Regions from separate parts of the Gossypium hirsutum genome. Here regions 2 and 3 are each linked to region 1. The links are chromatin contacts, called in public Hi-C maps. All regions are on one chromosome and are shown on one strand. The core of a region is the stretch at or near the end of the contact, and the rest is flanking DNA. Distances in the headings are between cores, read along the strand shown. Region 1 holds the start of LOC107899164 (DEAD-box ATP-dependent RNA helicase 16). Region 2 has its middle 11 kb from the start of LOC121210269. Region 3 holds the start of LOC107959405 (protein PHLOEM PROTEIN 2-LIKE A10-like).

What was found. Hi-C and Micro-C count contacts between places; a contact is called where the count stands out from the background.
Region 2: a Hi-C map of leaf shows a contact between it and region 1, with 2.2 times the contacts expected there. The contact joins the enhancer-like site here to the promoter of LOC107899164 in region 1. A contact is called at or near these places in 2 of 34 Hi-C or Micro-C datasets (both in leaf).
Region 3: a Hi-C map of leaf shows a contact between it and region 1, with 1.7 times the contacts expected there. The contact joins the promoter of LOC107959405 here to the promoter of LOC107899164 in region 1. A contact is called at or near these places in 2 of 34 Hi-C or Micro-C datasets (callus and leaf).

The regions. Positions count from the first base shown.
Region 1 is chrA11:60,891,467-60,894,166 of Gossypium_hirsutum_v2.1, forward strand. It overlaps LOC107899164 (DEAD-box ATP-dependent RNA helicase 16), which reads right to left and starts at 1,415. Exons shown (of 15, transcript XM_016824795.2): 1 at 1-1,415.
Region 2 is chrA11:61,164,184-61,166,883 of Gossypium_hirsutum_v2.1, forward strand. No RefSeq gene overlaps it. Among protein-coding and RNA genes, the nearest start is that of LOC121210269, 11 kb to the right of the region's middle. Within about 2 kb of position 1,423, at least 2 of the 9 cell types and tissues checked have an H3K27ac peak or open chromatin away from gene starts, as enhancers often do. A contact at or near this core is called in leaf, where this site is marked.
Region 3 is chrA11:61,226,735-61,229,434 of Gossypium_hirsutum_v2.1, forward strand. It overlaps LOC107959405 (protein PHLOEM PROTEIN 2-LIKE A10-like), which reads right to left and starts at 1,270. Exons shown (of 1, transcript XM_016895466.1): 1 at 725-1,270. The coding sequence starts at 1,270. The coding sequence ends at 725.

The sequences.
Region 1 (2,700 bases), core at 165-2,664:
TTCTTTAAGTTCCTTAAAAGCTCTCTATTTGTTATGCCCCACCATTGAAGAGAGACCAAGGTATTTATCCATATTTAGATTCCGATTAACCCCCCAAACCCTACAAACCTCCTCTTTGTTAAACTGATCGACATTGGAACTGAAAAAGATCCCTGACTTGTCGAAGTTGACTTCTTGGCCAGAACAGTTGGCATAAACCTCTAAAATATCTTTGATAACCATTGCTTCATTGACAGACGCATTCCAAAAGTAAGGCTATCATCTGTAAAAAATAAATGGGTGATTCATGGTGCTTGCCTACTAACCCGAAAGCCATTAAGAACTCCCCTTGTAGTAGCCATTCTAAGAAAAGTCGACAAGCCTTCACCACATATAAGGAATAAATAAGGACTAATAGGGTCCCCTTAGTGAATGCCTCGAGACGGGAAATATGAATCCCCCACCTCCCCATTCATAACCACAAAATACGAGACCGATGTCACACAAATTTTAACTTTCTCAATCCACCTATCCGAAAACCCATCCTTCGAAGCATAACATGCATAAAATTCCATTTAATCCGATTATAAGTTTTACTCGTATCAAGTTTTAAAACAAATGACCCCTTTCTCCCTATTTGTTTTCTCTTCATAGAATGTAAAGTTTCATATGCAGCTATGATATTATCCGTAATGAGTCTTCACGGGACAAAAGCACTTTGTGCTTCATCAATATACAAATGGAGAATCTTTTGAAACCTATTCACCAGCATCTTTGAAATAATTTTATATAAAATATTACAAAGACTAGTAGGTCTAAATTGAGTCATGCACCAAGGAGAACTGACATTGGGAATTAAAACAAGTCTTATGTTGTTAATTTCATCCATATTATGCAAACCCTACAACGTCTCAATAAAGAAATCAACCACATCTTTGCCCATGATATGCCAAAACCTTTGGTAGAAAATCACCCCTATCCCATCTTCGCTAAAAGCTTTTAGCAGGCTCATGGCTTTAAAATCCGAACACACCTCTTCATATGTAAAATTCTTCTCAAGGTCCACGTTCATCTGCTGAGAAATACATGGCTTCAACACCTTCCAAAATTAAGCTTGGACCTCCAACACTTTTCGCTATAAAAAGAGAAGTAGAATAATCAGTGGACGGCCGTAATAAAGCAGCATAGCTCGCATGGGTATTACCCTCGCCATCCACTAACTCTTTCACATTATTCCTCCTATGTCGATTCGTTGCCGATTGGTGGAAAAAATGGGTATTCCTATCCCTATTTTTCAGCCAATTCACTCTATCTCTCTGTTCCTAATAAAGCTCCTCCCTATCTGCCTCCATATTAACCTACAGCTTGGTCTCTACAATTTCCACCAAAATCTCATCCGTAGGGACTTCTTCATTTAGTTGAAGCAACTATTTTTCCAACTATTTTTTCGTGATAGACTTCTTTTTTTTAATTCCTCTGAACCATTCCTCAAGGCCCATACCCATAGCCTTTATCTTATTTGAAACAGTCCTCACACTCTCAGCCCAAATTCTTCACATCCCCAATTTACTCAAGTCCTCCAGCAACCACGGAGCTTCAAATCTAAACTGCCACTGCTTCGAATGTTGATTCCTAAAATTTGAATTAAACAACAGAGGGCAACGGTCTAAAAATGCATGAGACAGATGACTTAATTTAAAATTAGAAAATAAATCCCATCAAGGATGATTTGCAATACCTCTATCAAGGCATTCCCGAATATTATTAATTCTTGTGCATCATTTTTTCCAAGTAAACCACTGACCATTGAAACCAATATCAGTGAGAGAACAGTCATTCATAACTTCCCAAAATCTACACATTTGTCTTTCTCTCCTTGGTCGCCCCCCTTTCTTCTCAAATGAATATACAATTTCATTGAAATCTCCAATAACAACCCAAAGAATCTGTGGGGAATCATTCAAAGTACGTAGCAAATTCTAAGATGTTTCTCGCAAATTTTCCTCTGGTGCTCCGTAAAACCCCGTACATTTCTAAGTTTTCCCCTTTGAGTCCTCATCAATCATAACATCAATGTGCCTACTTGAAAAAGAGTGAAGGAGATTTTGCAATCATTATTCCAGCCTAACGATAAACCCCCACTTCTACCATTTAAATCGACATCAATTCCATTAAAAAAGCCGCACTTATGTCTGACCTTCTCCATCTAATAACCTTGAAGTTTTGTCTCAATTAAAAGCACCACCGTGGGACTTATATCTCTCAGCCTATGCCGGAGACGATTGACAGTTCGGGGCCTCCCCAAGCCTCGAACATTCTAGATTAGGAGCTTCATTGCTCCCGGCTGGCCTGTTTAGTAAGGCCTGCCGATCTTGACTTATTGTGTACTTGCAAAGAAGTAACAAGAGTTTCATTCGAATCAGAATCAGAAACTCATGAAAAAATATGGTGAATTCAGGGTCTTTTGAGTCCATCACTGTGCATTATTGGACTATTAACTTCTTCATAGGCTACCATCTCCTCATCAAACTCGTCATTGCTTTGGATCATAGCCCCAAGTTTTATTGGGCCTATATTAACAATAGCCTTTCCTTTGTCTTTCACAGAAGCAGAAATAGAATCTTTTTGACTAATCCCCCAATTAACGCCTTTAATTATTAGATTTGATGTTAGAATCTCCACTTTCCTTCTTTCCCCTATTGATCTTGTGTTACCAAAATT
Region 2 (2,700 bases), core at 173-2,672, 270 kb after region 1:
TTAATTGCTTAATTAATGTCAAGTTTAGCAATGATTTGCTTAATTTTACAGCAATTGAAGATAATTTGGTTATATATGGGATTTATTTTACACAAAAATTAATGTTTTTGGTAAATTTTAAACATAATAAAATAAATTACTATTCAATGCTGTCCTTTTTTTCTTCCTACTTATGCACCTATAAATAGTATTTGTGTGTAGTCAATAAACACATTACAGAAGAGTAAATTAGATTCATGGTATTTTAATCCTAATTTACTTACTCACATTTTTTATTCAATCTTATATATACTTTTTTTTTATCAAAGAAGATAAATTTGCAACATATAACCTTTTACAGTTGCATTATTCTCATTAGCTTTGATTTCCTATGTTTAAATTATGTATTTTTCAACCTTTGATTTTTTTTAATACCAGTCTCCAGTTATTAGATTATTGAATTTATATTTATAAACAGATCATGAAAAGGAAATTAGTTAATTACTGAATACAATAACTTTTTTATTCATCCTACAAATTATTTTTAATTCATTAGATGAGCTTCTAGTGAAAAAATAATAATAATAAAACATGCTGATTGTGTCTTAATTTGATTGTTATGAACATTATTACCAATACAGGAGAACATGAGTTAGAGTGCACTGAAATACATTATCCTCCTATTTATGGGTTGGGAAGAAACTATAGATAATTTTAGGTATTGTGTAAAAAAAGAACAGATAAAATCATATAACAAAGGGAATTCTTATTTGTACAGATGATAATTCTAGATTGCATATTTGAAATTATCCACTTAATTTCCACATATAACATTTTTTTTAATTTATTGATAGTGGAAATTAAAAATTATTAATACTTGAAATTACACAATTACCCATTAATTGTACTTGTTTCTTTTTCTTTTTTACAAATCACATGTATTACATACAATTATTTTCAATAATGAGGTCAACATTCATTAATAAAATTAAGTTAAAAAGGCAATTACCATCATAATGCAAAACTTCGACCCATACCCTCAAAATTACTAGCAATCAATTTAAAATGGGAACTACTTTGTTTTTTTTACATATATAATATCATTAAAAAGTTTAATATTTTTCATATTCTAATGACTTGTCTACCTATAAGTGTTGGCAAGGAAATTGAAAATTGGTGAGAGGCTTTATTTGGGGCTCTTCTAACACCACGCATAAACCTGCTTTGGTTAGTTGTGACAAATGTTGTATGGAGCTTGGTGATGGAGGGCTAGGTTTGCGAAAAATTGCTGTTCAAAATAAAGCCTTTTTACTAAATTGGTTTTTAGTATTATTGCAAATGTTTATACTATGTGGGTTCGGGTCCTCCGAAATAAATATGGTGTTCTTGGTCGAAGGCCTTTGAATATCGCTCTAGCGAATGGTCCCCTTCTTTGGAGGGCTTTGTCGAATATCTGGAAGGAGCTGATTGATGGTGTGTACTAGTCCCTTGGTAGTGGGTGGACCGTGAGCTTTTGGTATTACCCTTGGATCCCGGCTTTAAATCCCCTTTGTAACTATGTCTCTTCTAGTACTTTGAATCTCACGGATGTGATGGTACGAGTCATGGTTACGGAAGATGGTCATTGGTTGTGGGGAGAGTTTGCGAATGTTCTTCCTAGGTAAGTTGTCTTGAAGATAGCTGCTATAAAACCGCCATCAGATGATGATGGTTATGATCGACTAGCCTGGAGGTGGACAGTTGGTGGCAAGTTTTCTAAAGATAAGGCGTATGACCACATTGTGAGTCCCAGCTGGTGCCCAAGAGATGATAAGTGGAAGCTAATTTGGAAAAGGGAAACTCCTTAAGAGGGTTAAGCAATTTGTATGGTTACTTGCGAATAATCGACTTCCCACAAACGAAGGTAGATGTAAGCGAGTTATGTTAGATGATAGTTGTTGTCTGGTGTTCGGGCAGGTTGTGGAGTCGAATATACATGCTATTAGAGACTGTTGGATCGCGAAAACAGTTTGGAGAAGTCTCATCTCTCCCCCCATCTTCACACTTGGTTCTTCTCCCATTCTCTTGAATGTTGGTTGGTAAGTACTCTGTGTAACCACGGTGCTATCAATACTCAGGTTAGTAATTCGGAGATCTTATTTCCAGTGGTCTGTTGGAGAATCTGAAAAAATAGGAATGATTTTGTTTTTGGAAATGCTTGTACGAACACTAAAGATGTACTGATAGAGAGTTTAGCTTGGTCTAAACATATTATGCATGCCAATATGCAAAAGGAGGCTGCTCTTTTGTCTTTACAACGACAACTATCCTGGTGCAGGCAGGAGGTGGGGTGGATCAAGTTAAACGTGGATGCTTCTTTTCTTGAATCGGATGGCAAAACGGCCGCTGGGGGATTAATTTGAGATTGTAATGGAAGGTGGATAAGGGGTAACTGTCGACAGCTTAGTATTTGTACCATTCTTCGGGCTGAAGCGTGGGGACTTGTGGATGGTTTAGAACTAGCTTGTAATATGGGGTTTAGACGAGTGGAAGCCGAAAGTGATAACTTGATGCTCATTAGTTTAATTCATAAACGACCGAATGGGGAAGATGAGGCACTGGTGAGGCGCATTAGGACACTCCAAACTAGATCTTGGATAGTCACCTTCAAGTATGTTAATCGTGAAGCTAACAGGGCAGCGGATGCTTTGGCAAAGATGAAACTGTATGCGACCCCAGGGC
Region 3 (2,700 bases), core at 20-2,519, 340 kb after region 1:
CAAATAAGCAACTAAAGTCAACCGGAAATACATGTAAGAGAAAATTTCAAAAAGAAAAAAACGAACAAAAGACGGTTTGCATTTATACCAGTTAGTACTGTTCCGCTGGCAACATTCAATGAAATGTAGCAAATTTGCAGTCGACGTATGGCATGGATTAAAATGCTTCTTTCTGGTTGCAGAAGTAAATGTGAGCCATTAAAGGCACTTCATTAGCACTAGAGTAGTAGAGTTGTAGGCCATAGCAGAAGCACCACGTTGAAGCTTACTATACAATTGTTGCAGATTAGGCATGAGCTAAACAACTATTACTCTTATTCGAGAATGAAAACTAAATTGAATCGACTCCATAGGCTTAAAATACTTGTAAATACAAAGATTTTATAAATGCCAAATATATACAAGTAATGAAGCTAAAGATTAATTATTACAAATTCCAACATGCATTTTATTCATGAAAGCAACTTAACATAGAGCGAAGAAATGAACACATGGAGGCGTTGGTGAAAACTATAGGATGACATGACTTTGTGAAACAACTTGTGCTAGCACCAAGATCCAAACACCACCAAGAATGTGCAAGCACAGAGACAGACATATGGTGGCAAAAACTGAAGACTTTGCACTAACATATCTCACTATCTCAAGACCACCTTCAACGATAGCTTCTTGAGCAACCTTGACACATTTTTTCATGTCTTGACATACCATCTCCAACAAAACTTCAAGGAATGCTAACTATTTCGAATGCAATCCTTCCACTCATATCAACAACAAATTTCTCATTTCTTGGCTCTGATAAAGTTGATGACACTTTTCTAACCCACCCATCATCATCATCATCATCATTGACATCATCAGGTGAGTCCTTTGAACTATTAGAATTTGTCAAAACTTGATGAGATATTTTGACAAGAGCCTCCATTGCACCATTAGAAGTAGTGATCAACAAGTTCCTCAGTTGTGTTGCATGGTCGGGGTTAGTCAACCCTGCAAAGAGCTCATCAAAAGTGTTGACATCTTTAGTCATTTCAAGATAAACGCCCACCATAGAGTTAACAAAAACTTGAATACAATCACCAATCAGCTCCCTAAACTCATCACCACACACCAAATTCAGCCAGCACGGAGTCAATTTTGAGTTCGAATCTCCTTTAGATTGCAGTTCTTTACATGCTGCCATGACCAAATTCCTAGCAAAGCTTTCAACAACAGCGGAAGCAAAACCAGCACCAGCTTCAGTAAAAAGCTTATCCATAACTTGATCCATTGAACGAGATTTGGCATTTAAGGTATCACCACTTCTTGCCTCCGATTGATAACCACGTAAAATTCCCACAGTCAGGCCTTGTGTAACCCTTGCTATGGACTGTGAAAATTCATTGGACTTGGTGATTTTCGAAACTTGTTTCAAAGTATTAGGAATTTGGTCTAATTTTGATAGGAGAAAACCATTCAAATCATTAGAAACAACTCTTATTATTTTAGCACAATCAGAGATGGCTTAAGTAATGGAAACCAAAGCTCCTAAAAGCTTTAAAACTCTGTTTCTCTTTTGAGTTATAGCAGGAAAGTGATAAACTCTATAGAAACCATAACTGGTTAAACCAAAAATCGCCATTAAAGCAACCCATTTCTTCTTCTTTTGGGAAAAATCCAAACCCTTTAAAGCCAATTACAGCTCCATAAGTTGCTAAGACAAAACTCTTCGAAAAAAGCCAAGAAAACTCACCTCAAACTCAAATGAAGTCTCCCTCTTCCTTCAAATGAAGTCTTCTAACCCACATATATAAAAGAAAATAAGCAAAGTTTTTTTTTTTCAATCTAAGGTAAATGGTTATTACAAGTACAAAGAACATGAAAAGGAAGAGATAAAAACAGAAACAAGATCAAACTTAAACTATATTGTAGAATGCAAAGACGTCAAAGCAGTTGCAGAATAATAGAGCAGTCTGTCGCAGGGATAATATTTGATTTGCATATAATATTTATTTATGCAAAAAAAAAAAAGGAAAGAGAGGAATGATAAGCAAATTCAAGCATTCATTATTAGGTTTTTGAAGTTCTTAAGTTTCAACGACCACCAGAAAATTTACAACACGTTTGGTTGGCATGAATAGCCAAACTATTCCTGGATGATTCGGTGATAAGCAGCTATTCATTAGTTTGGTTCACTGAATCCTCCATTCGACAGAATTTCATTCATCTCCCATTCCGCCTCTTCCCGTAATAGCCATTCCCCACCTGATTTAAAGAATAGCAATACAGAGCCTCCACCGAATAAGAAAAAAAACATAACCTCCCATTCTTGCCCTTTACCACTCTCCCTCAGCAAACACCTCAAGCCACCACACCCCAACCCTGTCTCCTAGTTCTCGTTTAGTTATTCTCATCCCACGACCATCATCGACAGAGATCTCGACATTATAAAAAGCATCCCCAAAGTTGAGACGAGTAAGGTTATTATTTCCCTCAATCTCACCTCCATTGTGAGAATTTCATCTCTTTACTTCTCTGCTTGTATTTCACTAGAAAGGGGTTGTGAAAAAAATGAGTTTTCGAAAAAAAATTGGTCAACTGGTTGATCCGATTATTTTAGGGCAATTTAGGGTTAGAAAACTAAGCTTGGTTTATTCGAATTGTTGGGCATTTCTGTTTATTGTAAGGGATTTCAGGTTGCTTGTCTCAATAGTAAGAGAT